2 separate regions of the Ovis aries genome follow, and region 2 is linked to region 1. A link is a contact called in public Hi-C data. All regions are on one chromosome and are shown on one strand. Each heading gives the region's core, a stretch centred on a gene start, on an enhancer-like site or on the middle of the called end of the contact. The rest is flanking DNA. Distances are from core to core; before and after follow the strand shown. Region 1 overlaps LOC132660050 (a long non-coding RNA gene). Region 2 holds the start of FGF7 (fibroblast growth factor 7).

Region 1 (7,415 bases), core at 1,904-4,403:
AGCACGGTTAGGGTCTGTTCTTGAGAGATGCCAGGGCTACTGATTCTGTCCCTTTAGGACCTGCTATCCTCAGAATGACTGCTGCCACCACCTACAACAGGCCAAATGTCCCTCCTCAAAACCCTCACAAATAGGTGAGTGAGTCTGGCTCCCAGCTCCAGCCAGCATGGTTCTCTGAAACTCATTTCAGCACCCAGGAAAGAGCTCATGGACCAGGGCATAGACCCCATCTGGGCTTCAACTCTGGCTCTAAACTCATGCCAAATGAGATGCCAAATGAGGACCCCCGCCCCCGACCACCACCACCACATGTGTACTACTTTCCCTCTAAGTCCCAGTCTCCTTTGTTCTTTATTAAGGAGTGAAAATGGATAGCTGCCTTTTCAGGTGCCTAGTTCAAGTGCAAAATGATTTTAAGGACTGAAGTCTGTGATTACTATTTGACAGGCTTGAGCAATGCCTGGTCCGTGGGAGGGTGTCCACAATGAAGATGAGAAGGAGCCACTTATTTACTTCTTGCCTATGGGGGAACCATACTCTCCTTGATTCCCCTCCAGGCATGTGGTTCAAGTTATCTTGGCCAGTAACAGCAACTGGGGCCCAAGCTGCACTGGGTCCACAGGAAACTTCACAAAGGTTTAGGCATGGAAAGCATTTGGAGCTGTGTCAGTCTCAGCTGTGGGGACAAGTCAGGTGCAGCCAGCAGCCCCACTCTCAGCTGCTAGAGTGCAGGCAGAGGGCCTGCCTCCTTCCAGAAGGCATTTCCAATAAAGGGGGGTACATTTCCTTCATTAGGAAGAAAACAAACCCAGATTGACAATGTCAGCATTTTTTGAGAGAAGAAGGAAACCATCTCCAAATGTCCTTGGTGAGCTCCTCTGGTGCACCTTTGGATGAGACTGGCATGGGGAGGGAGATGTGAATTTACATGGAAAGTGAGAGGAGACCCCATGGTTCCTCCATCAAAACCTCCCTTCTTCAGCTAAAACAATGCTTGTTTGGCTACATCATAGGCTATTAGGGCTTGAGGAGACAAAGAATACACTCTTCCTGTTTTGCAGATGAGAACACAAAACCCAGGGATTCCAAGGAACTCGACCAGCAGTTAGGACACAGCTGCAGCTAGAACCTGTAACTCCTAATCCCAGTCCAGGGTGTTTTCTGGCATATTCTATTCCATACAACCATCGCAACAACTGAACACACATCTCCTCATGTGTAGCTGATGCTTGAAAGCAATGGTTCTCAAACTGGATGCATGTCATAAATGCCTGGTGGGCTTTGAAAGAACACCAGTAACACCTAGGAGTCATACCCTGAGACTTGTATTTAGTGGGCCTGGTTAGTTAGGGCATGACGCCCTAACACAGGTATTTTTAAAAGCTCTCCAGGTGACATGTACAGGATTGAGAGCCCAAGATTTAGAGCCAGTACTTATAGGACTATAAAGGTGAAAACAATGTGTTCCCTCTCTTCTAGGAATTTAGAGGGACTGGGGAATATATAAATAACTTCCAAGCTCCCATGCAAGATGCTATCGATTGTCTAACAAGAATACAAATCTTGACTAACATTTTTTCCCAGAAGGTTAATCCAAGTAAATACTACTGTTTATTCCACCTAAGCAAAGCTTGCTCCCCTTTTCAGGCCAATCTCAAATCACCCCTCCTCCATGAAACATTTTTAACAAGACCCAAAAGGCAGTTGGCATACCTCTTCTCTGAACTCCTACACTGCCTACAGGCTGTAGGTAAATGACTCAGCACCAAGTTACATGTGATTTCTATTGTTATGCTGTAGTCATCGTGAAATGGAAACTTCCATTTCTTCCGTGTATACTATATGCCAGCAATTCTGCTTTTTGCTTTCTGTACATTGCCACAAATATTCCCAGGAGCTCCACAAAGAGGGCATCAATATACCTGTTGCACAGATTGAGAAAGTGAAGCTCAGAAATGTTAAGTATCTTGCCCCAAACCACCTAGCTAGTAAGGACATAGGAATCTGCATGCCTCGAAAATTCTTTCAAATGCATCATTTTATGTCAAATATAAACACTATTCCTTTATTATAACATATACTACTGATACGTTACTCTGCAAGCTGTAAACTTCTTTGTTCATTCTCTTATTTAATCCTGACTATAGCTCTGCAGTCAGCTTTATTTGACAAGCAAGGGAATTAAGTCTGAAAAATTAGGTAGAAGCTCAGGATCCCATGGCCTAGCCAGAAACCCAACTCTTCTGATTGCAAGTGCAGGGCTATTTCTACTCCTGTCATGTACTGTGCGTCAAGCTTTGTTCCCTGTTCACCTAAAGTCCTATAAGGGTAAAGACTGTGTTTTTATGTTTCTCCTGTATTCCCAATATGCACCAGATATGCAGCCTGTGCCTTTATTAATTGATTTGCCAAGAAGTAGCAAGAATATCCTCATGAGGCATCCAATCTCTAAGGACATGAATAACAGAACTCTTGCGGTACTCTGGGGTCTGGAAAGAACTGCTGAGGAGGCATGACTGGTTTTTTCTAGTGCTATGACTAAGTCATGTTCTTTAAAAAAAAAAAAAAAAAAAAGGCCTTCCAGTCACTGTTTATGAAGGTATGATTCTCAACTGTCTGCATCAACTAACAGAAACAAAAACCCAATGTGAATTAAGTGACCTGCTTAAGATCATGAAATGAACCAATGGAAGAGAGAAAATTTCCATCTGCCTCCCTCCAAAGTCTCTGATTTGAATCCAAGTCACCTACCTATGGCATAGCAGTGTCCTTTTATGTATTTAGTCATAGCTGACCTCATTTCCCAAAGAACTCGGAGTGGTTTGCAATATGAATAGATACAAGTAAAGATAAAATATAAACAAATGAAGATAACCAAGGATGGAAAAAAGGAAAAAAAAAAAGGTCAAGGAAATTATTTTATTAGAGAAGAAACACCGCCTAAAGCCCAAAACACTGCAGTGCATTTAAAATTGATCTTCTTCCATGTGTGGAGTTCAGTTGATGAGGTATTTTTAAGGGCTCAGGAATTCCTCTGGGGCTTTACTTGATGCCGGATATTGACCCAGAAGTATGATTAAAGCAATAAAACTGTAGAATTTATCCCCAGGATGTGGTCAACACACTGTATTTATGTATCTGTGGTTAAAAGGGAAATGTCTCCTCCGAGACTGATGTTGCCAAAAGACCACGTCAATGCTTTGTGCAGAACAAAATTTTTATTTCAACAACTCTGAATCATGTCCATTCATTTGTTTAGCAAGTATTGTGACAATAAGTCATTTGCCAGGAACTGGGAAATGCACTAGAAATTCGAAGTCACATAAAACACAGACTCCTTCCCACAGGGCTTCCCAGTCAAGAGGAACAAACAAAATTTTTAAGCCTCTTGGTTTATAAATTATCAACAAAACTGTAATAAGATTCTAGAGGTGTCTATAAGGGGTGTAAATGCAGGAATGGGGAAACCACTTCACTGAGATTATCTGTTGTTTCTTATCTTCTAACACAATCTAATTACAAGGACACTGGGGTTCTGGGTTGAAGGGGCCATCTTCAGTAAAGCGGTGACTTTCTGAACAGCCCAGTATTTCTGATCTGCATGGATAGGCAGGCAAAAGGGAGCAGTTTCAGCTTAAAAATGATGGTCAGCAGGAAGAAGCTGAAAGAATGTAAAGGAATGCTGTGGCAAATATTTTTATCTAAATTATTGAGGCTGATTTCTTGGCATGGCATAAGTGTTTTATTCTTGGCAATTCTCCATATGATAAAGACATGTTCAAAATCAAATTCAACTTTCTAAAAGACTATGCATCCATTCAAGCCACCTATGATCACATTTAAATCATAAATCTAGCATCTTGAGAGAGATGAGAAATGATGATGTGTATGCAGTTATCAGAACAAAAAACAAAACTAGTGACAAAAGTGATCAAATATTTTAATTCTTTGGATCTCTGGTGAGGACTCAAAAATTAGGAGCAACTTCTTCTGGCTGAAGAAAATGTTAATAGTTATAAAAAATTTAGTATGAATAATGAAGAATTTACAAAGCAATAGTTGCAAAAGCAACCTGCATATAGAACTCACTGTGATTGATTTCAGTATATATGTCTGGAAACTCCCAAAGCAGAGCTTCATGGAAAACTGATACAAGTCTAGTGTTAGCTCAAGGCATATGATAAGTTTTTCCTGTAGAAGCAAAAGCAGGTAAGGTAACTTTTAAAGAAAGTAATAGAAAACTTATTCTTATATTAACTCATAGGTTGGAAGCTGGGGAAAAAAAAAAACTTCATCAGTTCAGTCGCTCAGTCATGTCCGACTCTTTGCGACCCATGAACTGCAGCACACCAGGCCTTCCTGTCCATCACCAACTCCCGGAGTTCACCCAAACCCATGTCCATCGAGTCGATGATGCCATCCAGCCGTCTCATCCTCTGTCATCCCCTTCTCCTCCTGCCCTCAATCTTTCCCAGAATCACAATCTTTTCAAATGAGTCAGCTCTTCGCATCAGGTGGCCAAACTATTGGAGTTTCAGCTTCAGCATCAGTCCTTCCAATGAACACCCAAGACTGACCTCCTTTAGGATGGACTGGTTGGATCTCCTTGCAGTCCAAGGGACTCTCAGGAGTCTTCTCCAACACCACAGTTCAAAAGCATCAATTCTTCAGTGCTCAGCTTTCGTTATAGTCCAACTCTCACATCCATACATGACCACTGGAAAAACCATAGCTTTGACTAGATGGACCTTTGTTGGCAAAGTAATGTTTCTGCTTTTTAATACACTATCTAGGTTGGTCATAACTTTTCTTCCAAGGAGTAAGCGTCTTTTAATTTCATGGCTGCAATCACCATCTGCAGTGATTTTGGAGCCCAGAAAAATAAAGTCAGCCGCTGTCTGCCATGAAGTGATGGGACTGGATGCCATGACCTTAGTTTTCTGGATGTTGAGCTTTAAGCCAACTTTTCCACTCTCCTCTTTGACTTTCATCAAGAGGCTCTTTAGCTTTTCTTTACTTTCTGCCATAAGGGTGGTGTCATCTGCATATCTGAGGTTATTGATATTTTTCCCGGCAATCTTGATTCCAGCTTGTGCTTCCTCCAGCTCAGCATTTCTTATGATGTACTCTGCATATAAGTTAAACAAGCAGGGTGACGATATACAGCCTTGACATACTCCTTTTCCTATTTGGAACCAGTCTGTTGTTCCATGTCCAGTTCTAACTGTTGCTTCCTGACCTGCATACAGGTTTCTCAAGAGGCAGGTCAGGCAGTCTGGTATTCCCATCTCTTTCAGAATTTTCCACAGTTTACTGGGATCCACACAGTCAAAGGCTTTGGCATAGTCAATGAAGCAGAAATAGATGTTTTTCTGGAACTCTCTTGCTTTTTCAATGATGTGTCAGATGCTGGCAATTTTATCTCTAGTTCCTCTGCCTTTTCTAAAACCAGCTTGAACATCTGGAAGTTCACAGTTCAAGTATGGCTGAAGCCTGGCTTGGAGAATTTTAAGCATTACTTTACTAGCGTGTGAGATGAGTGCAATTGTGCGGTATTTGAGCATTCTTTGTCATTGCCTTTCTTTGGGATTGGAATGAAAACTGACCTTTTCCAATCCTGTGCCCACTGCTGAGTTTTCCAAATTTGCTGGCATATTTAATGCAGCACTTTCACAGCATCATCTTTCAGGATTTGAAATAGCTCAACTGGAATTAAGAATTACTGAATACTAGGTATATGGAACAACGGACTGGTTCCAAATAGGAAAAGGAGTATGTCAAGGCTGTATATTGTCACCGTGCTTATTTAACTTGTATGCAGAGTACATTATGAGAAACGCTGGGCTGGAAGAAGCACAAGCTGGAATCAAGATTGCCAGGAGAAATATCAATAACCTCAGATATGCAGATGACACCACCCTTGTGGCAGAAAGTGAAGAGGAACTAAAGAGCCTCTTGATGAAAGTGATAGAGGACAGTGAAAAAGTTGGCTTAAAGCTCAACATTCAGAAAACGAAGATCATGGCATCTGGTCCCATCACTTCATGGCAAATAGATGGGCAAACAGTGGAAACAGTGTCAGACTTTATTTTGGGGGGCTCCAAAATCACTGCAGATGTTTATTGCAGCCATGAAATTAAAAGATGCTTACTCCTTGGAAGGAAAGTTATCACCAACCTAGATAGCATATTAAAAAGCAGAAACATTTCTTTGCCAACAAAGGTCCATCTAGTCAAGGCTATGGTTTTTCCAGTGGTCATGTATGGATGTGAGAGTTGGCCTGTGAAGAAAGCTGAGCACTGAAGAATTGATGCTTTTGAACTGTGATGCTGGAGAAGAATTGAGAGTCCCTTGGCCTGCAAGGAGATCCAACCAGTCCATTCTGAGGGAGATCAGCCCTGGGATTTCTTTGGAAGGAATGATGCTAAAGCTGAAACTCCAGTACTTTGGCCACCTCATGCAAAGAGTTGACTCATTGGAAAAGACTCTGAGGCTGGGAGGGATTGGGGGCAGGAGGAGAAGGGGATGACAGAGGATGAGATGGCTGGATGGCATCACTGACTCGATGGACGTGAGTCTGAGTGAACTCTGGGAGTTGGTGATGGACAGGGAGTCCTGGCGTGCTGTAATTCATGGGGTCACAAAGAGTTGGACATGACTGAGCGACTGAACTGAACTGAGGTGTATCAGGGAATCAGATAAAGTGGAGAATTTTAAAGAGAAGTGTGCACACTTGTGACAAAAACTAAGCTACCAGGAACTAGAAATATTGACCCTATGACTTAAGTATCTATGAGAAATAACACTGCATTAAGAGTACAGGCCACAGGGGAACCAGACCCCTGGGGTTAGAATCCCAGCTCCTCCACTGTCTGCCTCTGTCCTCCACTGTATGTCAGATGTCTGACCATTCTCTCACTTGAAAATGGGGAAAATAATGACACCTACCTCACTAGGTTGTGAGGACTGAGTGACATAATGCCTATGAGGCTTAGCATAATAACCAGCACCTACTAACTGTTAAAAATAATTCAGCTGTTGTATCATAAGCACTCTCTCATGTGATTCTCACAACCCTGCATGGAATGTCCAACGATCCTCATTTTCATGGCTTGGGGCAGGTAAAGTGAAAGTGAAGTGAAGTCGCTCAATCTTGTCCGACTCTTTGCGACCCATGCACTGTAGCCCACCAAGCTCTCCGTCCATGGGATTCTCCAGGCGAGAATACTGGAGTGGGTTGCCATTTCCCTCTCCAGGGGATCTTCCCGACCCAGGGATCGAACCTGGGTCTCCCACATTGTGTTAACTAAATACCCCGTGGGTGATGGGCTTTCTAAATGACAACCACACCCTGCCTTCTCCCTCCCCTCCTTTCCCTAGGCAGCCAGACTGTTCATAGTGTAGACAGTCTTTCA
Region 2 (7,568 bases), core at 4,009-6,508, 370 kb before region 1:
TTTTACATACCAAAGTCCTTCTCATTCTCTCTCCTAGAGCCCACTGGTGTTTCCTGGTTGAAAGAACTTCCTCTCATCCGTTAAACTGCAGCTCTGCTGGCATTATCACAGGAAAGTTTCCTATTGCCACTTATGGCAGACACTCATAGCACTGTGTACTTTATAGTACTTGTCCATGACAGACACTTGCTTTCATAAAATGAGAAATGCAAGAAAAAACAATAAAATGCTTTTTTCATCTGTCAGATTACCAAAACCCCCAATGTTTGACAATACACTCTACGGAGCAGGCACTATATATACTGTGAGTGAGACTATAAGACTAGTTCAACTTCTGTGGAGAGTAAACTGGCAATATCCATTCAAACGATACGTTAATAATTTTATTCATTGTGTCATTTTTTTGGTAATAGAAAAAGACTGGAAATAAATTAATTGTTCAACAACAGGAAGCTAGTCAAATACATTGTGATATATTCATTCAATGGGGTACTGTGCAGTTGTAAAAAACAATGAGGTATTTTCTAAATACTGAGATGGGAAGATTTTCTTTTTTTTCATTAAGTAAAAAATGCAACATGCAGAACATTGTGTATGATATGCTACCTTCTCCATAGAAAGAGAACAAGTAACAATGTATACACACATATGTATTCAGTTTGCCTATATATGCATACAAAATTCTGGAAAGATACACCAGAAACTAAATATAGGTAATAACAATGATTACCTATAGGGAAAGGATGGGAACTCGGAGGATGTGGAACAGGATAGAATATAAAAATGTAAAAGAATGAATATATTTAATGATGTTCCCTCCTATTAATTATATTATACATACTTATGAATGTGACATAGTTTTAAAATTACTGACTAGAATGCAAAATTCATTAAACAAAAATATTTTCTATCATTTACCTCTTTTTGAAATAAGGACATAATGGAAGTTGCCTAAGCAAAACTAGAAGGTTAATCATTACTTTAACAACTACCTATGTTTTTATGATATTTACTGAAATAGATTATTTGTATTCTTTTCATATAGTCTATCACCAAATCAAAGTAGGCAAGTATTAGCACTGTTTCTTTTTTGAAGAATCCCAGGTACTAATCTCTACTTACTAAGAACAGTTTTTTAAAAAGTGAACTTTTAGAAATAGATGCAAGAATTCTTTGTTTTACAAATTTAATCCTTTGCTTTACAAGTTTAAAGCTCAAGAGAGAGAGATGTTTCCAATTAAAAATGAAGTTAACTCAAATTGGAAAAAACAAAAGAGCATTTCTGTAAAGTATTTTATGTGCTTAGCCTGTCATTATGTGTACATTAAAACAAGAACAATAAATACTTGTTAATGTTATTACTAGTATGAAATTTAAAAAAACCAGAAGGTTTACCCCATCTAGAGATACCTAAGTTAGTTTTGTTTCTGGATAATTCCTTTTGAAATATAATAAGAGATAAGTAAGGCTCTTCATTATGGCTGTGGTGGTTGTAGGCCGACAGCATGCACGCAAGCATTATGTAAACTGATAATCAAAGGATACCTATCCCCTTGTTAAGATTTAATCCATTCACTAATATTACTGCTCTCATATTTTCAAATCACAATGTACAATGGCATCTAATGAACTCAAGATTGCTGGGAAAAATATCACAACCTCAGATATGCAGATGATGCCATTCTTCTGGCAGAAAGTGAAGAGGAACTAAAGAGGATGAAAGAGGAGAGTGAAAAAGCTGGTTTAAAACTCAACATTCAAAAAACGAAGATCATGGCATCTAGTCCTATCCCTTCATGGCAAAAAGATGGGGAAAAAGTAGAAGTAGTAACAGATATTCTTTTCTTGGGCTCCAAAATCATTGCGGATGGTGACTGTAGCCATGAAATTAAAAGGACGCTTACTCCTTGGAAGGAAAGCTATGGCAAACCTAGACAGTGTATTAAAAAGTAGAGACATCACTTTCCAACAAAGGTCTGTATAGTCAAAGTTTTTATGATTTTTCCAGTAGACATGTACAGATGAGAGATTTGGACAAAAAGAAAGCTGAAAGTCAAATAATTGATGCTTTTGAACTGTGGTGCTGGAAAAGATTCTTGAGATTCCCTTGGACTGCAAGGAGATCCAACCAGTCCATCCTAAAGGAAATCAACCTTGAATATTCATTGGAAGGACTGATGCTGAAGCTGAAACCCTAATACTTGGGTCACCTGATGGGAAGAGCTGACTCACTGTAAAAGACCATGATGCTGGGAGATTAAAGGCAGAAGGAGAAGAGGGAAACAGAGAATGAGATGGTTAGATGGCATCACTGACTCAATGGACATGAGTTTGAACAGACTCAGATAGTGAAGGACAGGGAAGCCTGGCGTGCTACAGTCCATGGGTCAGAAAGAGTCAGACATGACAGCGACTCAACAACAATAATAAACTTAGAGTAAACAGATTACAATTTCATATTTACTTTGTTTCTAATTTTAATTTTATAATTAACCTTATACAACAAGTGAGGCACTAAGTACTCTTCATCATTTTTGAATTTAATTCTTGAGCACTTAATTAGCAAATTTTCTGATTCCATGATTTCTTAGTATAAAATCTGTAGGGTCAATGTGGAACAGATGAATTTAGTAGCTCTTGAATATCTACATGTAAATTAGCTGTTAATAATTTTCATTTCTTTAGAAGGAATATCTGAGTCCTAGGAGTTCTAACCCTGTTCATTATTGTTGCCTACAAAACTAATGGAGATATGATTTATAACATAGTAGCATCATATTTTCTTTTTTGTCTCTTCCTCCTTTTAGAGAAATACATGATGGAGTATTTTGTAGTCATCTAGCTTTCAACAGAGGCAATTATAGAAGGGTCATCCCCTTCTGCTCTAATAAACTTAGAAAAGTCATATTTGGTGCCTAAAGAGTAATTGAGTAAATTTAAACTATGCTGTGCTCTTGATTCTGTTCCCCCAAAGCATAGACACAAAGGGAAATTATAATTTATGATACAATTGAATGTATGAAATACTTGATTTTCTTTTCCTATTTGGTTTACGTGCACCACCTGGTGGTAAAGTAGTGCATTTCAAGTGGAGTGTGTGTGTGTGTGTGTGTGTGTGTGTGTGTGTGTGTGCATGCACACACTGAGAGTATTAACATGGGAAATAGAATGTTAATATGTAAATATTGCTTTAGATTAACAATGCAATTATTTTGCAACAAATACCTAATGAAACTCTAGTATACTAAAAAATACATGCTAGAACAGGAAACTAATATATACATGTTAAAAAAGGGGAGAATAACTCATGGTGGAAAGTAAAATAGCATTCTTTTTTTTTACATGAGCTATACCTCTTAAAATTCCATCTTTAAATGAACATATATTTATTGCATCAGTGTTCTTACTGAGGACAAGAGTCAACCATTGATAACCAATATAAAACCATATAAATTTTTCTGTATTTTTAATTTTTAAGAATAATAATTTTAAAAGTATGTATCCTCTTCCTGATCTTAGTAGGGTAAGTAACAGATTACAGAATTTTAAAACTACAAGGCACCACAGAATCACCTAGACTAATTTTACAAGTATAGTACCTGAGATTCAGAAACATCAGGTGACTTGTCCAAGGTCATACTGGTAATTAGTGGCTCAACTCAAGCAAGAATATTGTTATTCTTACTTTCAGTCTAGCAACATAAGACATAAAGTTATAAGCAATGCTGAAATATCTCTTTATGAAGAGATATCCCCTTAACTCAGCTATATACTTCTTGAAGAAACTAAGGTGTGACTTAATACATATTAGGAGTTTTATTCTAACATTCTGAACACAAAGGAATAATAGTAGCAATGTACGCTTCATAAATCTATGTAAAAGATTTCCTGTTAAAAGATCCCTTTACATATATGGTCAAAGCAATATTTTTCAACTTATTTCAACTGCTATGAGACAACCTAAAAAATTCTGTTTCCCCTTCTAACTGCTTCAGAGTCAGAGATTTGTTTCTACAAAGTAGGTACCCATTTGTAGATCTGAGCATAAACCATGTTCATAGCTCCCTCTCATGACCACTGAATGAATACTATACAAGCCTCTTTTATTCTCACTGTTGTATTCAACAGCTTACTGGTTAAGTTTTAATTGCTTCCAATGAGGTCAGCAAAGGTATTTATCGAAAAGCTCCGAATAAAAGGCTCCACACACACACACACAAGCTCACACGCGCTCACACACACAGAGAAAATCCTCTTGCCTGCTGTTGATTTATGGAAACAATTATGATTCCGCTGGAGAATTTCTCAGCTGAGAAATAGTTTGTAGCTACAGTAGAGAGGCTCAAGTTGCACAGGGCAGACAACAGACATGGAATTCTTGTGTATCCAGCTGTTATCAACAGAACAAGTAAGTGACTGTTACTTGTCTTTAAAAATAATGCTAAATGTTTGTTAGTAGTTTATCTATTTCTCTGGTTTTAGTACTGAGGGGAAAAGTAAAGTTACTAGACTTTTGAGCCGTGTGATTATCTACAGTAATTACGTTATAGAGCTTGCATAAAGATAAGGTTGCAATTCTCCAGAGCAATTCTGATGTTTAACTTGAGAACTGTGGGCAGTTCAGAAGAAAATGACTGTCAAACCACAACCGTAAAAGAATAAAGACATCTAGGAAAAAGCATTTATATTTTGTTAATAGGAACTTTAGAACTGAATTTAAATCAACAGCTCTAAATTGCCAGATGTTTCTTATCAAATAAGGACTGGAATGAATGGTACAATCATGTTCAGATTAATCTCTACTAATATAGAATTTTTATAAGTCTACAAATAGAGTGGTAAGGACCCTGACATCCTCTGTGAAAACTGTTTTAAATGTACCTTCACAGTAAGAATTACACAGTATGTTGTAATAGTATTTGCCCACTGAAATTTATACACTTTTCATCTTCCTCTCTCTCCTCCCTCTCCATTCTTAATCTCTCATTGCAAACAGAAGTCAAGTAGCAAACAGCATCTCAGCAACTGAGTTTATTACAACCTGCTTTTATAAGGATATACCAACAGAGAGTTATTTAAGGAGGACTCCTATACTGCTATCAGGAACTAAAAGGATAAGGCTAACAATTTGGAGAGTGCAACTGCTCTTCCTTAAACAGTTCACAGATAGGAAGAGGTCAATGACCTAGGAGCAACAATCAACTCAAGATTTAATTTTCATTATGTTATTCATGAACACCCGGAGCACTATACTATAATGCGCAAATGGATACTGACATGGATCCTGCCAAGTTTGCTCTACAGATCATGCTTCCACATTATCTGTCTAGTGGGCACTATATCTTTAGCTTGCAATGACATGACTCCAGAGCAAATGGCTACAAATGTGAACTGTTCCAGCCCCGAGCGACATACAAGAAGTTATGATTACATGGAAGGAGGAGATATAAGAGTGAGAAGACTCTTCTGTCGAACACAGTGGTATCTGAGGATTGATAAACGAGGCAAAGTCAAAGGGACTCAAGAGATGAAGAATAATTACAGTAAGTAATGTTTTCTTATTTACAGAAAAGCTTATGAGCCTTAACAATCTGTGAAAAGATCAATTTTCAAGTGACATGCTTTCTCAATTTCCCTTTTTTTGGGAAAACAATTAAATGTAATTTTCTATTGGGTTTTAATTGGGATAAACTATGTTCCTAAAAATATCTCCTGGAGTAGGGCAAATATAATAATATTACAGTTGGAGCTGATAAACCAAGGCAATTTGAAAATATATTCTCCATGTCCTAAGCTCAAATACTCATATGTTAAGCAAAAAATAAATATTACTACTTATACTGAAATGTGATTTATTGTCTTCTAGCAAAGCTCACTAGGAACTCTACTAAAATACTCAGTGAATGCTCACCAAAAATGCATTATCATTAGTTTGAGGAAATAAAGATTTTTTTCAAAAAATAATTTGATTTCTCTTGAAGAAATATTTCCATGGTGTCAAATACTGAATTGTGCTAAATTACTTGTGCAATTGTATATAACTATAAAACAGATAGGAATCTGTGGTCTCCTCATCTGTTCATGTCATAGGAACTTGTATTTGATTGCTTAATTATTTACCTAGGCACAAAAACAGGCTCCTCCTAACATTTTTTTAATCTTCATATCCTATGCCATAAAAGTTCTATGTTACCTTAAGGGAAATATAAATGTGAAGGAGGAAATAAAAGTGAGTTGGAAGAGACATTAATTTCATGATTCAAATGTAGATAATTATATTTTCTTCAAAATCAGTTATTCTTTTTATGTTGATGTATCAGGTTTGGATTGATCATTTAGCAGTTATGATTAATAACCAATTTCAAAAGTACTAAATTTTATGGAGTAAAATATATACCTGAACATGTACACTAAGAATTTAAAATCCCTGAGTGAAAAGAAATTTTGTTTGCATTACCAGCACTTGAACAATGTTATAACATATCATTTTATAATGTTACATATGTTAAATTTAATTGAAAAAGAATGCATGGGGGTGATACTGTAAACATTTGCTTAGCATAGTGCCAGGCTTACAAGTGAACATTTAAAACTTTGCTGCTTATTTAATAAATGTTTTTTAGGCTTCTAAACTATTAATAATAAACCAATATGGGAATATGGAGAATTATGTTTCCAATATGAAAATGAGAGAAACTAGTTTTTAAACTATAATTGATATAGAATGTTAAGGCCATTTTAATGGATTGCTAACAGTATGGTTATTATTACCTCTATTAATAATGTTATCATGTTAGTTCTAGAATATTGTCCTGATTATACTGAAGTTTAGCTAAGGAAATAACTATTTGGAGGAAAGTTTTGTGGATAGCTATTTCTATGTGAGCAAAAGAATCTGGCTCATATCAATAAATGACCCCATGGACTGTGGCCTGCCAGGCTCCTCTGTCCATGAAATTCTCCAGGAAAGATACTGGAATGGGTAGCCATTCCCTTCTCCAGGGGATCTTCCCAACCCAGAGATCGAACCCAGGTCTCCTGCACTGCAGGAGGATTCTTTACCATCTGAGCCATGAGGGAAGCCCATTTAAAAGTTACTGAGATTTATAATGGATAACAGAACTTGGTGGAGAAAACAGAGCCCAGGTGGAAGTTATGACAGATAGATCCAATCCCTGCCTGTGACTGACTCTGGTACAACTCCTTACTTTTTCCAATTCTCATTTTTCAATCTGTAAGATGTGGGATATGTACAGATGATCCAATATACATTTTAGTTCTTACAGTCTATTTTATTCTAAACTTTGGAATATATAACATAAATGTGAACAATCTAAATTGTCATATAATTACCATACCTATTGAATGAGATGAAAGTGAATATCATCTTAATGATAAGTTGAGCTGTCAGAACTAATTTCAAATTGTAGTAGTAAAGTTACTGAGCCTAAACACTGCAGAATTCTTCCATATGCTCATTCCTTTTGACTGCTTTTACCAAGTAATGAAAAAGTGAAAAATTAGATGCAAAATTCAGTGAACGTGAACAGTATTCATAATTATTTGGG

The links. A called contact is a pair of places that touch in the nucleus more often than the background predicts.
Region 2: a contact with region 1 is called in a Hi-C map of tail adipose tissue, with 5 times the contacts expected there. The contact joins the promoter of FGF7 here to the enhancer-like site in region 1. A contact is called at or near these places in 2 of 16 Hi-C or Micro-C datasets (skin fibroblasts and tail adipose tissue).

Annotation. Positions count from the first base shown.
Region 1 is chr7:58,614,374-58,621,788 of ARS-UI_Ramb_v3.0, reverse strand. All of the region lies in intron 2 of LOC132660050 (a long non-coding RNA gene), which reads left to right. Among named protein-coding and RNA genes, the nearest start is that of TRNAH-GUG, 41 kb to the right of the region's middle. Within about 2 kb of position 3,153, at least 4 of the 54 cell types and tissues checked have an H3K27ac peak or open chromatin away from gene starts, as enhancers often do. A contact at or near this core is called in tail adipose tissue, where this site is marked.
Region 2 is chr7:58,987,670-58,995,237 of ARS-UI_Ramb_v3.0, reverse strand. It overlaps FGF7 (fibroblast growth factor 7), which reads left to right and starts at 5,258. Exons shown (of 5, transcript NM_001009235.2): 1 at 5,258-5,517; 2 at 5,520-5,531; 3 at 5,533-5,543. The coding sequence starts at 5,258. All of the region lies in intron 11 of FAM227B (family with sequence similarity 227 member B), which reads right to left.